Regions from separate parts of the Pan troglodytes genome. Here region 2 is linked to region 1. A link is a contact called in public HiChIP or PLAC-seq data. All regions are on one chromosome and are shown on one strand. The core of a region is the stretch at or near the end of the contact, and the rest is flanking DNA. Distances in the headings are between cores, read along the strand shown. Region 1 holds the start of EIF4G3 (eukaryotic translation initiation factor 4 gamma 3). Region 2 holds the start of HP1BP3 (heterochromatin protein 1 binding protein 3).

Region 1 (6,604 bases), core at 3,048-5,547:
AGGCACGGTGGCTCATGCCTGTAATCCCAGCACTGTGGGAGGCCGAGGCTGGTGGATCACTTGAGGTCAGGAGTTTGGGACCAGCCTGGCCAATATGGTGAAACCCTACTTCTTCTAAAAATACAAAAAAATCAGCTGGGCGTGGTGGTGCACACGATAATCCCAGCTACTCGGGAGGCTGAGGTGGGAGAATCGCTAGAACCCAGGAGGTGGAAGTTGCAGTGAGCTGAGATCGTGCCACTGCACTCCAGCCTGGGAGACAATGAGACTCTGTCTCAAAACAACAACAATCATATATATATATATATATTATATAATATATTATATTATATATATATTATATAATATATATTATATAATATATATTATATAATATATATTATATAATATATATTATATAATATAATATATTATATTATATTATATAATATATTATATATTATAATATATTATATTACATATAATATATATTACATATTATATATTATATGCAATATATTACATATATTATGTAATATATAATATATATTACATAATATATAACATATATTATATATAATATATAATATATATTACATAATATATAACATATAATATATATTACATAATATATAACATATATTATATATAATATATATTATATATAATATATTATATTATATATATTATATCTGCTGCTTGATATATAATATATAATATATACTATATACTATATAATATATATTATATATTATATATATTATATAGTATGTATATTATATATTATATATAATATATTATATATAATATATAATATACATACTATATAATATATATTTTATATATATATATGCAAGTGAGGTCTAGACTTGAGCAAGGCCATTCTTTGGGCTGAAAGAACAGAGCTCTACCTTTTTGACTTTGTTCCCTACAAACTTCCTCCATTGATTGCCTGTGGCCAGAATCTTATCAGGGACTTTTACATTATTTTGCCCAAGTTCTATCCGTTTTAAAACAGATAAGTTTCATAAAGTGCTTGGCTAAGACTGGCACACAGTAATTGTCTGATGCTTGTAGCTATTATTAAGTTAGAAAATGAAGCTAGCTCAGAAAAGAATAACAATTAGGCAATTATCAGCCTGTTATCACCCTAGTGTAAATGAGAAGTCAAATCCTTTCCTTGGAACAGGTTTTGATTGGGATAAGGATGCCTGAGATTTCAGAAAATGAAAGGAGAATCTGGGGAACTGAAGGACCACTAGGGAATTCTTCCTGGAGCCAATCATTGTGGAGAGGAGCAGAAAATCCCATCCTAAATAATCAGGTGTTACAGGCCGGGCATGGTGGCTCACGCCTGTAATCCCAGCACTTTGGGAGGCCAAGGCGGGCGGATCACGAGGTCAGGAGATCAAGGCCATCCTGGCCAACACAGTGAAACCCCATCTCTACCAAAAATACAAAAAGAGAAAAAAAATTAGCCGGGCACGGTGGCAGGTGCCTGTAGTCCCAGCTACTTGGGAGACTGAGGCAGGAGAATGGCGTGAACCCAGGAGGCAGAACTTGCAGTGAGCCGAGATTGTGCCACTGCACTCCAGCCTGGGCGACAGAACGAGACTCTGTCTCAAAAAAAAAAAAAAAAAAAAAAAAAAAATCAGGTGTTACAAATCCAGACAGTTTAAGATGCCACAGTATGAAGTAGCTGCTGTCTTCCAGTCTGGAGATGGGGATAAGGCATCCTTTTCAATGTCAGAAACTGTGGAGCTCTAGCTAGAAAGACGCCGTAGGGGGGTTGTGGTGTCGCTCTCTTTCAGATGCTCTTTTATCCTAGAAGGAGCATTTGGGGCTCCCAGGGATTGTCACGAATTAAGCATCCACTATGTGTAGAGCTTTATATGAATTAAAAACAACAATAGGCCAGGCGCGGTGGCTCACGCCTGTAATCCCAGCACTTTGGGAGGCCGAGGCAGGCAGATCACCTGAGGTTGGGAGTTTGAGACCAGACTGACCAACATGGAGAATCACGGTCTCTACTAAAAGTACAAAATTAGCCAGGCGTGGTGGCGCATGCCTCTAATCCCAGCTACTCGGGAGGCTAAGGCAAGAGAATCGCTTGAACATGGGAGGCGGAGGTTTCCGTGAGCCGAGATCGTGCCATTGCACTCCAGCCTGGGCAACAAGAGCGAAACTCCGTCTCAAAAAACAGCAACAACAAAATAGTAAGGCAGTGTGTGAAGCAGGATAGCAGGAGTCAGAACTAGACTCTAATCTTAGCTCTGCCAGCCACACTGTCGGTGTGACCTCGGGGAAGTCTTTTGTGCGTTTTGAGCCTCAATTTTCTCAGCTTTTCTGTGGTTTGATGGTATTGAGCCTCCCCAGTCTCAGTTTATTCATTTGTAAAATGGATACTACCTATTTCACAGGACTGCTTGAGATAACGAAGGGTACAGCGCTTAGTGCCATGTCTGGTAAATATTATATTAAAACTTGATTGCTCCATGACGCCTGCCATTTTTTTTTTTTTTTTTTTTTTTTTTGAGACGAAGCCTCACTCTGTCGCGCCCAGGCTAGTGTGCAATGGCACTCTCTCAGCTCACTGCAACCTCCGCCTCCTGGGTTCAAGTGATTCTCCCGCCTCAGCTTCCCGAGTAGCTGGTGCCTGCCACCACGCCTGGCTAATTTTTGTATTTTTAGTAGAGACGAGGTTTCATCATGTTGGCAAGGCTGGTCTTGAACTCCTGACCTCAAGTGATCCACCGGCCTTGGCCTCCCAAAGTGCTGGGATTGCAGGCGTGAGCCACCGCGCCCGGCCGATGCCTGCCATTCTTTCCCACTCAATGCTACTGTGCTTAGGACAAGGCACCTGCTAAGGAGTGGGGTGTGCGGGGTTGGGGGTGGGAGTGATCTTGGCAGGTCTAGCTGGGAAGAAAATCCTTATCAACAAATGTCACCCAGCATAGGACATTGGGGAGCTGATCACTGGCTGCTGGTCAAAGGGCGCTCCAGTCCTTGGGAAGGCCTAGGTTTGAATCCATCCACAGAGCTCAGTTAAGGCTGCTGATTAGATATGGCGGCTCAGGTCATGTCCCCAGCCAATATGGGAGGCGGCAAGGTTCATCCAGATGAAGGTGGCATTTAGATTTAGGCTCTGTCCTTTCCCAATAGGGTGACCTTGGGCTAGTCACTTTTCCTCTGTGTCCTCTGGAAATGGGGCTCCTCATTCACCTCTCAGAGCGTCTGAGGAAGTGTCGACACAATGGGTGTGAAATGCGTGGGTTACAGGCCGGCGGGTGGCATTGGTTACGCGAAGTCCCCGCGGGGGGTCCCTATCCAACGGGTTCCATTCCGGTTAAGCGGTTCCTTCTCCAGGGGTTTTTCGCCTCGCCGCTGCCTCTCCGCCCCTGCGAGCGGGGCTCAGCGAACAGCCGACTCCGGGGCCATTACCATTGTTCTTCGAGGCTGGGCCGCAGGGGACGACTCTCGCAAGCCAGACCTCGCCTTTGGTCTCTCCCTCCGCCCCGCACCCGCGCCACCGTAAGCCAGCGAAGCCCCCCTTGCCGATCTTTGCCGAGGAAGCGAGTTAGCCCCTGAGCGCTCCCGAACGGCGGCCGAGGACGCACCCGAGCGTCTCCGAAGAATCCCGACCCCTAGCAGTCTCCGGAAAGAGCCGAAGAGGCTTCCCACCCTCGGTTTCCCGAGCTATTCCGAAAAAGTCCGAAGTTTTCCGAGCAGCCGTCCTGCCGGACTGCTGGAGGCGGCCACAGCGCCATGTTGGATGCTCTGCTCGTTGAGTGAAGAAAATCCACCGGCATCGCCTGAGCCCCGCTACCGAGAAGGGCGCCGCTTCCTCCGGGGAGGGGGATAAAGATCCCCCGCCGCCGGCCCATGAGGATATTGCCGTGAAAGGTCCGGTCTCTCCGCCTCCTGCCCCCGCCGGGTCCGGCCCCCCCCCTGGGGTCGCGTTGTCACGGAGACCGGCAGCCGGTGGTGCTGGCCCGCGGGGCGGCTGCTGCTGCCGGCGGCGGCGGCGGCGGCGGAGGCGGCGGCGGCGGCGGCGGCGTCGGGCGTGTGTGACCGGCCCCGGCCCCCTCCTCCTCCTCCTCCCAGGCTCCCCCCAGCCCCCCGCTCCCGCCGCCTCCCCGGGTCTGCCCCCATCCCGCCCCCCCGCTGCCCCCGGCCCCTGCACCCCGGCGCGCCCGGTCCCGCTCTGGGGGGGTTGGTGGCTTCGCTTTGCCATGAGTTTACCGCAGAAACCGGCTCTGAAATCAGGCACAGCGACTGCAGCAGGAACCGGACCCGGCACCGGAGCGGCGGCGGCGGCGGCAGCAGCGGTACCGCCTCCTCACCCGGCGGCGGCAGCAGCGGCGGCAGCGGCGGCGGCGGCGGCGGCGGCGGCAGCGGCCCCCCCTCCTCACCCGAACATCAGGGCCCTCCAGACTCAGGCGCCCCAACAGTATCCTTTTCACCTTCCTGTCGGCCCTTCGGTTCTCGTCGTCGCAGTCCAGGGGGACCCCGCAGCCCAGGGGACCCTCCTGCCGGCCGCCACAGCCCAGCCAGGAAAGGGACAGCGGCTCAAGCCCCTGCATCGGGCTTGGGCGGAGCTTTTGGGGTGCCCCGGCAGCAGCACTGCGGGGGGACCCCCAGACCCTCTGCAATACTGTGAAAGCTAGCTCCACTTGGCCATGCTTCTGCAGCCCCTTCCTTTTAGAGCTTGGGGTGCCTTCTCCCCTCTTCCTCTAAGGTACCCTCCCCCCCTTTATTGGGCAGAATTTGCTTGGTGCCTGGGACCAACCCTGCAGGGAAGGCTTTTCTCTGGTTGTTGTGAGGATTACACCCTCCTGCTCTTCACCTCCCCTCGGCTCCCCCTACAGCGGGACACAGTGGGCTTCCCTAATTATTATTAGTACATAATAAACTTTATCGGTAAATTTCTTGTTTGAAACTAAATCAGCTCGTTTCCGAGGTATGTTGGATTTTCAGTCTAAGGTGAAGATGTACAGAAAGCAGTTCCTCTGGATAATTTTTTTTAGTAATGGGAGAGTTGTGATGTGGTTTGTGGTAGAGATCTGAGGAGGAAATGTGACGCCGGACGCTTCCCTGTCTTTGACCTTTTTAAAGGAAGAGGAAGTTCACCGACGTTACCCATCACCCACAAAAGTCTCACTTCTTGGAAGATTTGTGTTAGGCTGAATATTTTTAATGGGCTTTAATTTACTCCTCATAGGCCTGATGTCTAGAGAGTTACCAGGGCTTCTGGAAGAAAGTCTAGTATTGAATGTTTCTAATTTCATGTTATTTGCTCGATTGTAGAATTTTGGAGAGCTTTGATCGAAAAGACTTGGTGATGGGGTATTTTAGTCAAAAACTAGCCGGTGAAGGTAAAACGTTGAATTCATGTATTCCACGGAGATTTAGAAAGGTATTGCGTACCTGAGAATAACATTTCATCATGCATCACCTCCTCCCTACACCCACTGTATTTGTGTAAATCAATAAATAATGATTGGATGTTAGATGTGTTGTGTTTTTATGTTTGTGTCATCGTGCGTTTGACTTTTAGAGATTGTAGGATGTTTGAGCAAGTAAGAAGCTAACTGCTGTGAGGTCCCCAGATTATTTCACAGTCTGTAGTTTGATTCTTGTCTGTATAGATTACTTTGAGAAGGGAAAGCAATCTCCCTTCTAGAGTCATTTCAGGTCATTGTTTGTTTTCTGCCAAGTGTCATTTTCTCTGTTCTTTAAACCTAGTTCATGTTTTTCAATCCAGGCACCGCGGTGCAGTGTAAAGATAAATTCCATTCCAGTGTGACGTGTGTACTGATTTCATAATGTTTTTATCCTGCATGATTCTGTTCAATTAGGAATTGTTCACCGATGAGAAAGTGTGGTGATAACTTAGCGTTGCTTATGAAAAACCTGGTTGGTTTTGGTCAGTGTCTCTGGGGTGGGGGAAGGTTGGCTGGTTTGCCTACTTAAAGGCAGAGTTCAGTGTTGAATCTTTTAAACCTGTCTTTGCTTACTACTTTGTGAGTTTAAATTCCTTTCTAATTTCATTTTTTACCTTGATTGCCTATACTCGGTTAGGACTTTTAAGTTTCTGAATTGTGCCACCACGTAAATTACTAATTACCTGCATCTTTGAGCTGTTTTGGCAATTGAACAGAAATGAAAGGAAACCTGTAGTAGGTGTCCTTGATGTACAGAGTAGTAAGGACCACAGTGCTGAATGTGACACTGTTTGGTGAATTGGGTGGCTTTTTGGGATACAGCTGTGTTTCAAGTATGCTTTTTCTCAGTGCATTTCATAGAAGGACTTATAAAAGCTCTGAGTTGGTTGCAACATTCAAGTAGTTACAAAAGCTGAAACTTAATTTTCTTTTGAATAAAAAGCACTTGTTAAAGAGATAAATTTAAGTGTAATTTCCAGTGTAGATAATTTTAAACCAATTTTAGTCATATGGAACACTTACTTTTGTGTGGCTTTAAGTTTTTACTTTGCCTCATGCCATTGAAGCTAAAATTAATCTTCCTCTTGATGTGTTTCACAGCTCTTATTGTTTTCTCTTTGCTTTTACACACTGAAAGGTTACAATTGCCTATAGAAAATTTTATTATATAAACAGTAAAG
Region 2 (5,680 bases), core at 2,722-5,221, 390 kb after region 1:
CATCTTTCTGGGACTCCCTAGGCAAGGACTCCCTGAGAATGGATAGCCTTGGGCAGAACTGTAAAGTCATCACAGACAGCCCCTCATTTATTCCTTTCTCTCCCCAGAAGTTCCTACCCTAGTCAGACCTCCGGGGTTCTTATCTTCCGATCCATCCGGAAAGAGGTTTAAAGTAGGAATTCTCAATTATCACTTTAAAAGTGCTATAGAAGAATGGCTGGGAGAGGTGGTGTGCCTATAGTCACAGCTGCTTGGGAGACTGAAGCAGGAGAACTGCTTGAGTCCAGGAGTTTGAGTCCAGCCTGGGCAGTATAGCAAGACCCCATCTCTAAAAAAAAAAATTCTAGGTGCTGTAGAAGAGAGTGAAGATTAAACCAAAGGAATGAATCTCTGAGTGGCAGAACTTCAGGGACTTTGATGAGTGTGGGAGGTCTCTGAGTGAGAGGGTCTTCCCAGTGCCTGGAAGCTCAGTCTTTGATGGCAGCCTTCTCTAATACACCCCATAAGAGCTGAGCTGCTCTTCTAAACTTGTCAAGGTGGGTCTTTCCACCAATGCAGTTTGTCTACCTTTAGGTAAATGGTACAAAAATCATCATGTAAATTGTTGGCTGGGTGTGATGGCTCACGCCTGTAATGCCAGCACTTTGGGAGGCTGAGGCGGGCAGATCACCTGAGGTCAGGAGTTCAAGACCAGCCTGGCCAACATGGTGAAACCCCGTCTCTACTAAAAATACAAAAATTAGCCAGGCATGGTGATGCACATCGGTAATCCCAGCTACTTGGAAGGCTGCGGCATAAGAATCACTTGAACCCAGGAGGTGGAGGTTGCAGTGAGCCGAGATCCCGCCAGTGCACTCCAGCCTGGGTGACAGAGAGAGACTCCATCTCAAAACAAAACAAAACCTATTACATAACACACTTCAATGATCTGTGACTAGTATAGCTTAAATAAAGCCAAGTGAAATAAACTATAAAACAATACCCCTATGGAATCTTTTGATTCAGAGGCAGGTACATACAAAAATCAAAACTGGCCAGATATTAAATATTACATTGAGCAAAGGTAAAGTGCTTTAACTAATAGACATGTACAATAAAAATTTCAGATTCCTGAGTAGAAAACTTTCAACTTCAGTCTTCAGTAAGTGGTAGCCTTAGTGCCTGCCCGTGTGTGTGTGTGTGCACTCTCTTGTGGAAAAAAATGTGTTTCAGGATTTTTCCTCCTTTGGTGTTCATGTGGTGAACAACAAAGTAAGATTGATTTTTTGTTGTTGTTTTTTGTTTGTTTGTTTTTGAGACAGTCTTGCTCTGTCACCCAGGCTGGAGTGCAACGGCACAATCTCTGCTCACTGCAGTCTCCACCTCCCAGGCTCAAGGGATTCTCCCCCCTCAGCCTCCTGAGTAGCTGGGATTACAGGCACCCACCACCATGCCCAGCTAAATTTTGTATTTTTGTAGAGACGGTGTTTCATCATGTTGGCCAGGATGGCCTGGAACTCCTGACCTCACGTGATTCCCCTGTCTGTGCCTCCCAAAATGCTGGGATTACAGGTGTGAGCCACTACGCCCAGCCTTGATTTTTTTTTTTTTTTTTTTTTTTTTTTTTTTTTTTTTTTTTTTTTTAGACAGGGACTTGCTCTGTCGGACAGGCTAGAATGCAGTGGTGCAATCTTGGCTCGCTGCAGCCTCCGCCTCCTGGGTTCAAGGAGTTCTCCTGCCCTGAGCCTCTCGAATAGCTGGGATTGCAGGCACGTGCCACACGCCCGGCTAATTTTTGTATTTTTAGTAGGGACAGGGTTTCACCATGTTGGCCAGGCTGGTCTCGAACTCCTGACCTAGGCCTCCCAAAGTGCTGGGATTACAGGCATGAGCCACGACACCCAGCCTGATTGATTTTTGAAACACCTTGTTGCCCACGCTGGAGTGCAGTGTCATCATCACGGCTCACTACAGCCTCGACCACCTGTGCTTAAGTGATCCTCCCATCTCAGCCTCCCATGTAGGTGACCACAGGCGTGTGTCACCACGCCCAGCTAATTTTTTTCTTTTTTTGATATGGAGCCTGTCACCCAGGCTGGAGTGCAGTGGCGCGATCTCAGCTCACTGCAACCTCCCTCTCCTGGGTTCAAGTGATTCTCCTTCCTCAGCCTCCCACGAGTAGCTGGGACTATAGGCTCGTGCAACCATGCTCGGCTAATTTTTTGTATTTTTAGAAGAGACGGGGTTTCACCGTGTTAGTCAGGACGGTCTTGATCTCCTGACCGCGTGATCCGCCCACCTCGGCCTCCCAAAATGCTGGGATTGATCACAAGCTTGAGCCACCGCGCCCGGCCTAATATTTTTATCATATATAGAAAGCGGGTTTCTCCATGTTGCTCCAGGGTGGTCTTAAACCTCCTGGGCTAAAGAGATCCTCCTTTTGGGAACCTAGGCTTCCCAGAGTGCTGGGATTACAGGCATGAGCTACGGTACCCCACCAAGATTGTTTTGAGACAGGGTCTTGCTCTCTCTGGGTGGAGCGCAGTGGTGATCATAGCTCACTGTTGCCTCAAATCCTCGGCTTCAGCGATCCTCCTGCCTCAGCCTCCCGAGTAGCTGGGACTAAAGGCCTTTGCCACCATTCCTGGCTTATTTATTTAGAGATGGGGTCTAATTATGTTGCCCTGGCTGGCCTCGAACTCCTGGCCCCAAGCCTCATGCAATCCTCCCACCTCGGCCTCCCAAAGTGCAGGGACTACAGGCGTAAACCACCATGCTCGGCCTAAGTTTTGTTGTTGTTGTTTTAAGCAAAAATCTGTGGAGGAGGAAACATCTCCCAGTTTGCTCTCATCTGAGTCTGCTTCTTACATGAGATGGGTCTAAAGACATTTTAGGGTAAAAGAAGAACGGTAGGATGTTTTAAATGTACGAATACATAAAAATGGAAGTCTTTGAAAAGGAAGACAACAGAAACGTTAACAACAAAGGGAGTGAGCAGAATGAAGAATGGCATAAAAGACCGAAACCCCTTCTGAACAGCTGGAATATGACACCAGAGTACTAAAGACTGGTAATGCCATCAGGATATGAATGATAACGCACACCTCGTAAAGAATTTTTTATGCTGGCTGTGAAATTTGAACTGATAGAGTGGGGTGGCTGTGGCAGGGAAAGCTGGTGAGACAATTATGCTAATGGCAGGGCCAGACGACTGGGTGAGTGCTTAAATGGTGTCATAAGTCTTTATAAACCTTGGCACATACGTTTGAGTACTGGTCATCCACTGTAAGCTTGGGACAATTCTACTGGTATTTCCTTACACTTATTACCCAGTCCCTCCCCTGTCCCCCAACACCTGCAACTTTAAAAACAATCTTTCCAAACTAGCTTTGAAGAGCTGTACTTTTCCTTCGTATGTACGTTGCTTAAGTACGCTGATAGCAACGTAATATGACAATTCAAAGGGAATCCCGTCTTCTAATCTCAGGGTTTTCATTCTGGGGAACTCTCCCTGCATGTGAGGATTAGGGAGGCCGGAAAGCCCGTTTCAACTTTTCAGTTCTGAGTCCCGAGTCACTACTCTGCCCTGTACCGTCTGGAGACTTAATGGGAGCGAGTGCGAGGCAGTGAATTCTCCGCTCTCTAATTTTCCAATTCTACGGTCTTCAAAAAAAGGTTTGCTCTTGAGCTGCGCCTAAACTGAGAAGCGGGAAAGGCTAGCCCCGCTAAAGGCGGACGAGTGGCAGAAGCGGAAACCCAGTTAAGAGAAGGGACTGCCCTGGAGAGCACAGAAAGCGAAGGTTAGCGGGGGAAAGCAGCGCCCCTCCGAGGAAACCGACACCGCCCCGCCACGCCAAGGCAATGGGCGCCACCACGCAGCGCCGGGAACGCGCGCCGACGCCCCGCGCTCCGCCGGCGTCCGCCCGTCCCCGCGCGCCCCCTCGCACCCCACGCGCGGGGGGCGGGGCCGGCGGGGGCGCGCGCGGGGCCGCGGGTAGGGGGGCGGGGCGGCAGAGCTCGGCGGCTGGGACTGGAGGACAGCGGTGGCGGAGGCCACTAGCGGCGGCGGGAGCGGCGCCGAGAGGCCGTGCGGGACGCGGGCGCCAGGACCGGCCGAACGCAGAGGTAACGCAGGACCGAACAGGCGGCCGGGGAGTGGGCGCGGACTCGCTGGGCCCCGAAGGCGAGTGGCGGAGGCCGCTCGCCCGGGGCGCCGACGCCGCTCCCAGAGAGGAGGGGGCGGGGCGCCCGGGTCCCCGGAGGTGGCGCCTTTTGTCTCCCTTCCCCGGCCGCTCCGCCCCGCTCCCTTCCTCTCTCCTGCGACCTAGCCCCCTGCCCTTCTGGTGGACTCCTCCTCAGGGGCCCTCCGGCGCGCGCACTCCCGCCCTTGTTTTGTTTGGATTTGGGGGAGGAGGGGGAGCTCTTCTCTGGCCGTGCGACCCTGCGTCCCAGCGCGCCTGCGTCGGCGTCCTCTGCCCGCCCCGATTGGCTGAGGGCTGCGCATGCTCCGAGGCCCGCCGCGGTCCGGCGTCCGCCCGCGCCCTCCCCTCACCCCACTCCCTCAGCGGTTTTCGGAGCCGGTTCGAAAGATGCCGGCGGCGGTGACTGGCTGCGGCGGGCCCGCCCCCCGGGTTCTCCGCCCCCGCCGCCGCCATTACGGAGCTCCCAGTGGTGAGTGTGCGGAGCGCCGAGGCTCGCGTTCCGCCGCTGCTTCCGTCGCCGGGGCGGGCGCCGCGGTGTCCCTGCCGAGCGTGAGCCCCGAACTGTCACCGCGCCGAGCCCCAGCCTCATCCGTCGGTGTCCGCGGTCCGAGCTTTCCCCGCCTCGCTGGCGGCCCGCGCTCTCCCCCGCCGTGCGCGTTCGCCGCTGTGGCCTGTAGCTACCTCGCCTCGCTGCTTTGTCTCCGCTGCTCTTGCCGTCCTTCCCGCGGCCTTCTGCGGGCGGGACTGTCGGCTGTCGCTTTGCTGCTCCGCGACGGCGGCCTTGAGTCTCGCTCCCCCGGTGGGAAACGTAGAACTGGTTACTCGCCACCTTAGGCGGTGGGGTTTGAATGAGAGCGGTGCCTCGGTAGGTCGTCAGAAAGTTACAGTCGCCCATCTGAGCGTTTGTAAGAGATGGAGGCAGGAGTGGTGAGGTGAGAGCCCCAGATCTGAGGGTTGGTACTGAATTAACAGCTGTGACCGGGGACAGCCACTTAACCTTTTTGAGAAAGAGTTGTCTCCCGTACGGAGACCGGACCGGGTGAACTGTGCAGCCGCATCCGCGTGCACGTTCTCTCTGTTGTTTATTGTGCTTCCTGACTTTGCATTGCATTAAAAAGTGAGAATCCAATTCGAAATAACGTCTAAAAATCGCCTGGGGCTTTTTGAGCACGCTGTCTTGTCTTAGAGTGAAATGAGAGGTGACTAGTGTCATTTTTGAAAGGTGCTCTAATTTTGTTTAACCTGACATAGGCAAAAAACTTGTTAGCTTTTTAATTTTTCATTGCTCTTCTCAAAAGTTTAGTGTAATTTGTTTCAAAATAGAAGTAACATTTTAAAGTTTGCTGGGTTGGTTGGTTTTGGCTTTGTTTTTAAGCTTACTTGGAAGATTGTAGGGCTGGAAGTTAGTGGAGAACGTATACTGAACTCTTCATTTCCGGATGAAAGTTTTAACTCCTTACCCAGTTAGATTGTGATTTTATTGAGATGAGACACTGTAG

Evidence for each region. HiChIP or PLAC-seq counts read pairs in DNA pulled down with a chosen protein or histone mark.
Region 2: an H3K4me3 HiChIP or PLAC-seq map of stem cell-derived excitatory neurons shows a contact between it and region 1, with 10 times the contacts expected there. The contact joins the promoter of HP1BP3 here to the promoter of EIF4G3 in region 1. A contact is called at or near these places in 1 of 7 Hi-C or Micro-C datasets (stem cell-derived neural progenitor cells) and 1 of 1 datasets of contacts at active chromatin or transcription factors (stem cell-derived excitatory neurons).

The regions. Positions count from the first base shown.
Region 1 is chr1:210,020,853-210,027,456 of NHGRI_mPanTro3-v2.0_pri, forward strand. It overlaps EIF4G3 (eukaryotic translation initiation factor 4 gamma 3), which reads left to right and starts at 4,298. Exons shown (of 32, transcript XM_063785318.1): 1 at 4,298-4,429.
Region 2 is chr1:210,407,936-210,413,615 of NHGRI_mPanTro3-v2.0_pri, forward strand. HP1BP3 (heterochromatin protein 1 binding protein 3) reads left to right here and starts at 3,972. Exons shown (of 13, transcript XM_016955521.4): 1 at 3,972-4,104.